Linked DNA regions of Macaca mulatta: region 2 is linked to region 1. The links are chromatin contacts, called in public Hi-C maps. All regions are on one chromosome and are shown on one strand. The core of a region is the stretch at or near the end of the contact, and the rest is flanking DNA. Distances in the headings are between cores, read along the strand shown. Region 1 holds the start of MOSMO (modulator of smoothened). Region 2 overlaps SDR42E2 (short chain dehydrogenase/reductase family 42E, member 2).

What was found. Hi-C and Micro-C count contacts between places; a contact is called where the count stands out from the background.
Region 2: a contact with region 1 is called in a Hi-C map of blood, with 6 times the contacts expected there. The contact joins the enhancer-like site here to the promoter of MOSMO in region 1. A contact is called at or near these places in 6 of 14 Hi-C or Micro-C datasets (CD4 T cells, blood, cortical neurons and 3 more).

The regions. Positions count from the first base shown.
Region 1 is chr20:21,464,759-21,469,838 of T2T-MMU8v2.0, reverse strand. MOSMO (modulator of smoothened) reads right to left here and starts at 2,494. Exons shown (of 3, transcript NM_001260737.2): 1 at 2,360-2,494. The coding sequence starts at 2,465.
Region 2 is chr20:21,648,386-21,653,465 of T2T-MMU8v2.0, reverse strand. SDR42E2 (short chain dehydrogenase/reductase family 42E, member 2) reads right to left here. Exons shown (of 13, transcript XM_015125776.3): 12 at 1,572-3,031; 13 at 1,222-1,279. The coding sequence ends at 2,777. Among named protein-coding and RNA genes, the nearest start is that of TRNAL-UAG, 5.6 kb to the left of the region's middle. Within about 2 kb of position 1,950, at least 37 of the 40 cell types and tissues checked have an H3K27ac peak or open chromatin away from gene starts, as enhancers often do. A contact at or near this core is called in CD4 T cells, blood, cortical neurons and 2 more, where this site is marked.

The sequences.
Region 1 (5,080 bases), core at 1,245-3,744:
AGCTGGGATGACAGGCGTGCACCACCGCGCCCGGCTAATTGTTTTGTATTTTTAGTAGAGACAGGGTTTCGCCATGTTGGCCAGGATGGTCTCAAACTCCTGTCCTCAGGTGATCCGCCCGTCTTGGCCTCCTAAAGTGCTGGGATTACAGGCATGAGCCACCATGCCTGGCTATGCCCTTTTCCATCTTTGGAATGTTTTGCTATCACTTATCTTTCTTCTCTTTCATATGTAACAATTCTTCTCTTTCAACTATATCTTTTGCATGAACATTTAGTCTGTTTTATCTATTGGGATTCTATCTAAAACTTCTTTGTAGAAAGGTTCTTTCTGCTAGAGCACTGAAACCCCTTTTCCCCTAAGTAAAGCCTGAAAGTCAGTCTCATAAAAGGAGTCAATCCACATATAAGTAGGATAAAAACATCAACAGGTCATGAACTGGATGTCACACATGTAACCGTGTTAAGCTGTCGGGCAGCAACAATATTTTCGTAAACAAAGCCCATAGTACCACCAAATTCGAAACCATCCTGATTCTTTCTTCGTATATTTTACAATTAAGAGTTCTGCTAAAACTCTACAGGCAAGAAAAGTAGCAGAATTTTTAGAGTGTTATTTTAATAACCAGTGAATCTGACAGCATGATTTTGTGTTACTAGGTCTACATCGGGGGAGAGGAGGGAGGGAGGAGGAAGCAACAAATGTCCCAGCTACCACTCTTTTTCTAAGAACTAAAAATATTGCAGGATAAATACAGAACCATAAGTAATACTTAAAAAGTAAGTTTTGACAGCACAGTGATGCTTTTTTTTTTGAGACAGAGTCTCGCTCTGTCGCCCAGGCTGGAGTGCAGTGGCGCGATCTCAGCTCACTGCAACCTCCGCCTCCCCGGTTCAAGCGATTCTCCTGCCTCAGCCTCCTGAGTAGCTGGGATTACAGGTGCGTGCCACATGCTCGGCTAATTTTTTTTTTTTTTTTTTGTATTTTCAGTAGAGAGGAGGTTTCGCCATGTTGGTCAGGGTAGTCTCGAACTCCTAACCTCCTGATCCCCCCGCCTCGGCCTCCCAAAGTGCGTGAGCCACCGCGTCCGGCCACATTTTTACAAGAAATTATCCACGTAGGGAGCTTGACATTCCCAACCCTCCAATAGTTCCTTCACCTGCACTGAACAAGCAGTTAAAAAACAAGACCATTCCTTAAATCGGAGCAGCTCTCCTGACAGCTGTTTACATTAATTAAGGTTTGGTCTCACAGGTCTGGGAGAGGGGGAGAAAGAGAGGCGGAAGAGCGGAGGAAGGAGAGGTAGCAGGGAAAGAAGTGGCCCAAGCTGAGAAAAATCTTGGAAGCGCATTCACCTGGGGTACCCTTCAGAAAGATGCCCGCCTCTTTCCCGAGGGCACCACCTTGCCTCTCCCGCCCACAGCTCCGTGGTGTTACAGCAAGCACTGCTCTCGCTGCCGGGCTGTCTGCAACTCTGATGTGTTATTTAATTTTGTAACTACTATTAAGATCTCTCCAGCGTTTTTGTGATGCGCTGGAATGAAAGACGCTCCATAAAATGAGGTTTATTATTAGTAGTATTATAGCTCCCGGGCCTAAAATAAAGCAAAATTATAACCACATACACACTTCAAAGGGAAAATCCGAAGCCACAAGCGTCTCAAACACTGCCAAGCGGGCAGAAGATGGGCGGGGGCGGGGGTGTAGAGGGGCTCCAATCCGGCGCCCCCCACTCCCACCAATCCCACCAGCTCTTCCAACACCTACCATTCACCCTGCCTGGTGGGGTCAGCGCCCACAGCCCGGGCTCAGCCCCGGCCGCAGCTTCCTCTGGTGGTAGAAGGTCTGGAGTCGGACCTGACCCCTCTCGGCCTCCTCTCGCCCACCAGCTCTCTAGTGGCTCCCGCACTGCCCCGCAGGCTGCCTCACTCCCAGCCCCAGCCTCTCCGCCTGGTTTCTAATTTCCTTGCAGGAGCCTCACTTTCCTCCCGTCTGCCACCTTGACTTTTTTTTTTTTTTTTAATCCAGAACGAAGCTGGTTCCTCTGCGATCCCTCACATGGGAGGGCTGCTCCCCTCCTCCCCGGTCCGGGACTCGCCAGCCTAGCCCAGGTCTCCTCGGCCACTTTTCACCCAGCCTGGGGCGCCTCTCCCCTGAGTCCGGGGGTCCCGCTGGCGCCCGGCGGTTTCCTCTTCTCTATCCCCTTCCTCCGGGGCCCGGGTCTCCCCTCCGCCCCAGGTCTCCTCAGGCTAGCCCCCGGCCGGGACCCTCCACCCCGTCCTCCCCTCAGTCCGGGTCTCCCCTGCCTCGCGTCGCCCTCAGCCAATCCCCCGCCCGGCCCCGCGCGCCTGCCGCTCACCCGCAGACTCCCCGGTGTTGATCCAGTCCGGGTTGGCGATGCTGGCGATGGCGAAGATATCGGCAGCCAGAAAGAGACATCCTGAGATGATGGTCAGTTTATCCATCTCCCCGCCCCGCTCCCCCCACCCCCCGAGCCCCGGACAGGCAGCGGCCTCACGCCTCCCGCCCCATGGGCCGCCGCCGGGGCCCGGAGTCCCCGCGCCGCTGCCTCGCGCCCACTCGGCCCCCGCGCGCCGCTCGCGCCCTCCGCGCGCCCGGGACCAGCAGCCGCGGCGCGGCCCGCACAGACGGAACCGCCGCCCGCCCCGGAACTGCTCGGCCCGCCCGCCCCTCACCCGGAAGCGAAGCCTGGGCGCTGGCGAGGCCGGTGCCGGCTCCCCGGCAGCCGCACGCTCGCTTCGTCCTCCAGGTTCGGCCGGCCGCCCTGGGCCCCTCCCCGCACTGCCCGCTTCGACGTTCTGGACCCGGACCCGACCGGCCCGGCTCCGGTCCCTGCCCAGGTCCCGGTCTCTTCCGGCAAGCCACACCACCTCTTGGCTTTCTGCCCACTCATAAGATTGTTGTCGTTGTTGATGACTGGGCACAGGCTGCGGCCGCTCCTGAGCCCCTCAGAAGCAAAACTCGAATGAGAGTGGGGAGCCGCCCGTCTTCCAGCAGGAGGCGGGCCCCGACTCCCGCCGAGCGACTCCGGGCCCCGCGCGGTCCCTGTCACCTTGTATTCTCATTGCCCTTTCCGCGGCTGTCAGCTCACAGGATTGCCCCATTTAGAAAATAGCTCTCGACACCCCCTCTGCGTCAGGCGCTGTAGGTGCAGAGGTACTGGAGTGGACAGAGGCAAGGCGCCCGCTCTCGGGGAGCTCATGTTCTGGTGGGAAGAGACAGAAACACATTAAGAACCTGTCTGCAAAATAAAGATAATTTCAGGTGCAGATCCCTGAATTCAATGGAGGTCAGTGTGATGGGAGTCGGGGCGATACCTGCGATAAGGAAGGATGCATTTCCGCTGAGACCATCATGCTCATAAAGACCTGCACTTTGAAGACCTGGCGCAGGACCAGACAGAGGAAACAGCCAGTGCAAAGATCATTAGGGGAGGGGGGCAGAAAGAGATCAGCGCGTCCAGGGTATTGCAAAATGGCATGTGTGGCAGGAGAGTAGTATGACAAGAGGTAGGCAGAGGCCAGGTGTAGGACTTTGGGGGCCTTGGATTTTGTTCTGAGTGCAATGAGAAGGCAGTGGAGGGTGTTTGCAGGAGAATCCCATGATCTTACTTCATCTGTGAAGATCGATAGTGTAGCTTGTATGGGGGAGAGGCAAAGATGTCAACAGGGACGCCAGTTAAGCGGCCAAGTAGTCCTCGAGAGAGAAGTGTAGCTTTGGCTAGGTTGAGAGTAGTGAAGATGGAGAGGAATGGACAGATTTGGATGTTCTGTGGATAGAGAGAAGGACCTGCTGATAATGGGGAAGGAGTTGAAAGAGAACTCAAGAATAAGCTTTTGACCTGAGCAACCTGGTGTTATGATCCTGTTTACTGAGTTGTGTGTCCACCGTCTTAAGTTGGATGAATAAACAGGAAAAATAAGGCATTTGCATAATTTGTCAGCAAATTATGCTGTGATGGAGTTTTCTTTTCTTCCACAGCTCATGGGCCGAATCACCACTAACCCTGAAGTTGGATTCAGCTCTCCCTAATGGTACTCTGTGCAGCAAATGGAGATGAAACACTCATTTTCTCCTTAAATGCCACGTAGGTCGTCTCTAGAAAGACCTAGAAGAGTGACATCTGTCTCTATTTTTGGAATGCTTACATGTCCACAAAATTCAGAAGGTTTCAAATTCCACCAAATCCAACAGCCTTGCAGAAATGTGCACAGAGTTATCAGTGTCACTACATAGCTTGGAGAAGGAAGGGTTTGATTGCTGGTCTATATTGACTTTTCTGTCCAAACATTGGTCTCTTGGGGGAAAGGATTTTTTTTGTTAATATACAATTTATTTTTCCTCTGCCACAGAAATTAACACAAGATAATACATATACTCCAAGGATCCAGATATAATCCTTATCACATTACTGCAATAGTCTTCAGTTTCTTTTTTCTTTTCTTCTTTTTTTTTTTTTTAATAAGTTCTGAAGAAGTTTAATTGAGTCATATTCTTGGCTTCTTGTTGGGATTTTCTATTGCCCAGTGATAGAAGAAACTGTAACTATACAGGACTAAATTCCCAGATAATATCCACTGATGTTTTCTGCTGGCCAGCTTAAAAGAATCCTAGGGCTGAATGTTAGGACAGTTTGCACCTATTCTAACTCCAGCTGAACAGAATGATGATGATTGGGTTCTTGTGTTTACAATAAATACAAGTAGCCAAGCATGGTGGTTTGCACCTATAATCCCAGCTACTCAGGAAGCTGAGGTGGGAGGATTGCTTGAGTCCGGGAGTTCAAGAGCAGCCTGGACAACATAGTGAGACCCCTGTCTCTAATAAATAAAATAAATAAATAATACAGTTCTTCCTTTTACCCTCTACAAATGGTTCTGGGTCTAAGATTAAAGCACAAGAACAACCAGTATTGAGTTAAAAGAATTTAAAACATTTTTATCATATTAATGGCTGCACATCAGTACAGAGAATAGTTACCTATCCCATCCCTTCCTGCCATCCAGAATGGGAGGTGGGATTGGCAGGGGCCAAACTGTTTACAGATTTCCCATTAATC
Region 2 (5,080 bases), core at 701-3,200, 180 kb before region 1:
AAGCTAGAACCTCCTACTTGCCCTTTCAGAACCTCACGGCTAGTGGTCTGGGCAATCTCAAAAATTCTTACAGTGATTCAGTTTTTCTGTTGGGTGGGGATGCCACCTCCTTTTCCATTGGATAAAGAGGCTTGAAAGGAAAAAAGCTTTCTTGACATAGCGATCCATGTTGTCCCCATGCCCAGAGTTTAGACATCCTGCTTCCAGAGTGTTAAGGAATAGATGAGTTGGAGAAATCCAGAAAACAAATAAATTGATTCTTGGCTTTTGGGTTTTCAAAAGCTGAGGTTTGGCACTAGTCAAAAGATCTAGAAAATAATGTGAGCAGTGTGACACTGTTTTTCCTGCTCGAAGAATAGATTTCCCAGGATTAGCAGGGAGAAGAAAGAGAGGAAGGAAGTGAGTTTGGATGTAAGCATGTTATCGAGAGGAAAGGAAGCCCCAGGACTGCCAGCTTCAAATGGTCCGAGGTTTGTGGCTCTGAGAGAATGAGACCAATCCCAGAGTTCAACCGCAAGCCTTGGCATGGCCAGGGTGTAGAAAAATAGAAGTTACCACGTGTTGTGTTTAGGCCAGTGGGGGCTTAGGCGGTGCTCCTCCAAATTCCCACAGCTGTAGAACAGAAACCCCCACCCTCCTCTGCTCTTTGGAATGAGACAAAGCCCCAGTTTCCGTCATCTATAAAATGAGAATAATAAATCCTATTTAAGAGTGGCTGTAAGAATTAAACAAGATCATATAGATGAAAGCCCTTTCACACCGTCGAGCATTAAATAAACATAAAGGATTATTATTGATCTTTCAAAAATTATATACACACCTACAATTCAGCCTAGCAGAGAGCAGCATACAGTTTTTTTTTTTAGCTCCATCCCAAACTGCCCACCTTGTTCAGCAGAGTGGGACACACGCTGCTGTGGCCATGTTGGTTCTGATGAGCCCATTCCATCCCCTCCACCTCAGCCTTGTGATGCTTTTCTTCTCTGCCAGTCCCACGTGTGCATACTACGATCTATACCTGGTTGTACTGACACACTGATGTCTTGGTACTCACAACTGATAACTGACACCAAGATGATAGGGGGCGAAGTTTCTGTGGAGAGCAGGGCTAGATTAAGAAGTTTTGTGACCTTAAACTTTAAAGATTATGGTGATCACCACTACCTCTAATTAGTAAATAGAAATAGTACTAAATCATAAAATGCAACCAACTAAACTCTATTTTTCCCATTATAGCTTTATTGGTACTTCATCGAGACATCCAATTATTTTAAAAGTTCTCTTTTTTTTTTTTTTTTTTGAGACGGAGTCTCACGCTGTTGCCCAGGCTGGAGTGCAGTGGCGCGATCTCGGCTCACTGCAAGCTCCGCCTCCTGGGTTCACGCCATTCTCCTGCCTCAGCCTCCTGAGTAGCTAGGACTACAGGCGCCCGCCACCGCGCCCGGCTAATTTTTTGTATTTTTTTTAGTAGAGACGGGGTTTCACTGTGGTCTCGATCTCCTGACCTTGTGATCCGCCCGCCTCGGCCTCCCAAAGTGCTGGGATTACAGGCTTGAGCCACCGCGCCCGGCCCTCTTTTTTTTTTTTTTTTTTTTTTTAATTTTTTGATGCTCTTTCGGGTACTAAAACCTGTGCTTAATATGCTGTCATCCTCAGACAGGAACCCAAAAAGGCCAAGTCGGGCTCGGCAGAAGCTTGCGTCCTGGTTTTCCCCCAAGCCCTGGCTGTCAACACAGATCTGTGTGAATGAGAAGCCCAGAACACTGGGTCGGGGAGATCGAAAGCAGTGTTACCAGACAGAGCAGCAGCTGACGGCGCAAACTCATATCAACTCCACCCCAGACTGCATTAGCCCATAGCGACCCGGCAGCCAGGCTCTGGGGAGAACCCACCCAGGAGGCGGACCTGGAAAGGGGTGAAGCCAGAAAGGGAGGGGGCAGGGCCAGGACCCAATTACACGCGAGAAGGGCGGGACTGGACCCAGAGGGAGGAGCAAGGCCAGACCCAAAAGGAGAAGCCAAGGGGGCTCAAGCGTGCGGGGAGGACCAGAAAAGGGGCGAAACCAGAACGAGGGAGAATCTGGGGGCGGACCGGAACTGGGCAGAGACTAGGAGAAGGTCCAGAAGGCGGAGGAGGCTGTGAGCCTTGGCCCATGTCAGTAACCGGGGCAGGCCGGAGGGAGGAAAAAAGGGGCAGGGCCAGGGCTTGGAGGGAGGGACATGGACGTAGGCACGACTCAGAGGGCAGGGCGGGGGTGTGACCAAGACTCAGAAGGCGTGCCCAAACATGGAGGGGGAAGGGGCGTGGCTATGACATGGGGCGGGGTTAGGCCTGGAGAGCGGCTCAGGACTAGGCCCTGAAGTCAGGGGGCGGGGAAGAGGCGTGCCCAATTTGAAGGGCGGGTCAAGGGCGCGGCCAAAACATGGAAAGGGATTCGGGGCTAGGTGTCGGGGCCGACCAGGGGCGTGGCCAGGATTCAGGGGGTGGAGGGGGAGCATGCCCACTTCGGAGGGCGGGGCGGGGCGGGGGCGGGGCCAAAACACAGGAGGGGCGGGAGGCAAAGTCTGGGAGTAGTCAGGGGCGTCGCCAGGATTCGGGGGTCGGGGCTAGGTCTGGAGGGCGGCTCAGGGGCGTGGCTAGGAGTCAAGGGGCGGAGCAGAGGCGCGCTCAAACCCAGAAGGCGGGGCAGGGGCTGGTACTAGCCCAGGGAGCCGCGGGTGGGAGAGGGTGCAGCAGTGCCGACCCCGGCGGGCGGCGGGCGGCGGGCGGCGGGCGGTCACAGGCGCTCCACGGAGGAGTGCAGAGGCTGCAGGCCTAGGAAGTGCAGGGCCAGGGCGAGCAAGCCGAGGAACAGCAGCAGCCCGAGCAGCAGCCGCAGGAGGGTCCGCGCCGTGGAGCCGCGGGGCCGCCGTGTAGTGGACTGCACGTATAGCTCCACTGCATCGGCGAACTTGAACTTGTCGGGCGCATAGCCAAGCTGGGCGCGAGCCTTGGCTATCTGGAAGGTGTGCGTCACGGCCACGCTGCGCACCTGCGGGGACAGGCGGGGCATCCGAGGGCGGGGCTCGTGGGAGGGGGGCATCCTCTACCTCGTTGTTTACGGAAAGGGAAAAGAGAGGGCAGGGATTTCCCCTCCATTGCACAGTGATTTAAAAGGACCCGAGGACAGCGTCTTGCTCCTGTGATGCCCTCATTAGAGAGGTTTTCATTTCTTCCTTCCATCTTCATTTTTATTGGAGGGTGCCACCTCTGCGTCGCCCCCTTCAGCCCCGCTAAATTTGCACCTTATTTAACTCCTTGTCCCCTAAGAAGGAAAGGTCTCACCCCTACACTCATCTTCCCGGCCTAGCACGGTGCTAGGACTCAGGAGGCCCTTGATACATTCTTAGGCATCCGCTAGGAGACGGTGAACGCCTGCCAGAAACATCTCCAGGAAACGACATTGGCTTCCTGCTCCCAACCCCAGACCAACTGTGGCCAGGCGGGCCCCAGTCGCAGCCTTCACGCCCTCACTGATTAACTAAGCTTCCCTAAGAGAGGAATTCGATTATGCAGAACTGATTACTCTCTAGGGTCTAAGCTGTGTTTCCCCTGCTGCCAGATGGCTTGGGGCCCACTGGTGTCAAGGGTAGTAATGATAGCTATCAGTTGAGGAACACACACCCTGCACTTGGCCTGGGCTAAATCCTTTCTATGCCCTACCTCATTTAATCCTCTCAGGTGGTACTAGCACTATCTGTTCTGTGCATACTTGGAAAAAGATCAGAGAGGTTGAGTGACTTGCCCGGGGTCACACAGGGGAGCCAGGTTCTAGCCTAATTTCTTCCCTGCTGTGCTGGCATCTGAAGATGCTCTCCCAGCTGACTCATTTCTTCCTCTCTTGTGCCTCAGCCAGACCCTGGGGAATAATCCACCAGCTGCTGGATTCTCCCATGGCACTGAAACAGCCCCTGGGGTCAAACCTGTGGTCTTGGATGCTTAATGGGGGGTGAGGAGAAAGACCAGTGTTTGTCCGTTTTTGTCTCAGTCATTAAGTGCAGAGCTTTGGGGAGCACAGGAGCTGAGTTATGCTAGATAAGCAGGGTCCCTAACACACTAGATGTCACCTCCTCTGGGGAGCTTTCTCTGACTTCCTCAGAGTTGGCTTAGGCGCCCCTTCTGTGTGCACTGGAGTTTCTCGCGATTTTCCCAAAAGTGGCTCTAATTACAGTGTTGAGTTGCCTGGTTCGTGGGCTGTCTTCCCCTTTGGACTAGGAGCTCCCCGAGGGCAAGGACTATGTCTTCTTGCCTCCATTGCTCAGCACAGTGCCTGGTACCACAGGAGATGCTGAATACATGTTAAATGCGTTAAAGGCTATAAAGTCAAACTGGAGGGCTGGTTGGTGTGTCACAGACTGACCAGCAGAGGGTACCCGAGCCACAGCCAAGGAACTTCCACAGTTAAGGACACTGCCCCTGAACTGAACAAGGAAATCCCCAACTTAAAGAAGAGGGAGAGGAGCCAAGTCCCTGCCTGACCACAATTCAGCTGCACCCTGGCAGCTATTTTATGGATGTGATTCCTGATGCATTTTCACAAGCTAATGGTTAAGCTTGAAATCACTGAGGTCTGGGTTCAAGTCCCAGCTCTACCATTTAAGTGTGTGATCACGGGCAGGTTATTTCACTGTGTGTCTCACTTCCACCTCTCTAAATGGAGAGGACAATGGCGTCTACAACTCAGTTAAATGACATAAAGCACAGTGCCTGGCATATTGTCACCACTCAAGAGATGGTATCATCTTATTCTCTCCTCTACTGATCCGGATAGTTCAAAGGAGAAGCCATAGGTGACTACTTCTTTCTGTGGCCCATTCTCCACTCTCCCCCTCTGACTGCCCTTATTAAAGAGCACTGAACATGGAGTCTGAAGCCAATTCCAGTATGGTGTGGCCTTGGACAAATCAATAATTTTCCTAATGCTCAATTTTTTGTCATAAAATGGAGAGCATGATTTTTTTTTTTTTGACCTTTTTAACTTAGCAAGGCATCAGAGACAATCAAATGGGAGTGGACTGGAAGGATTTTTTTTTTTTTTAGA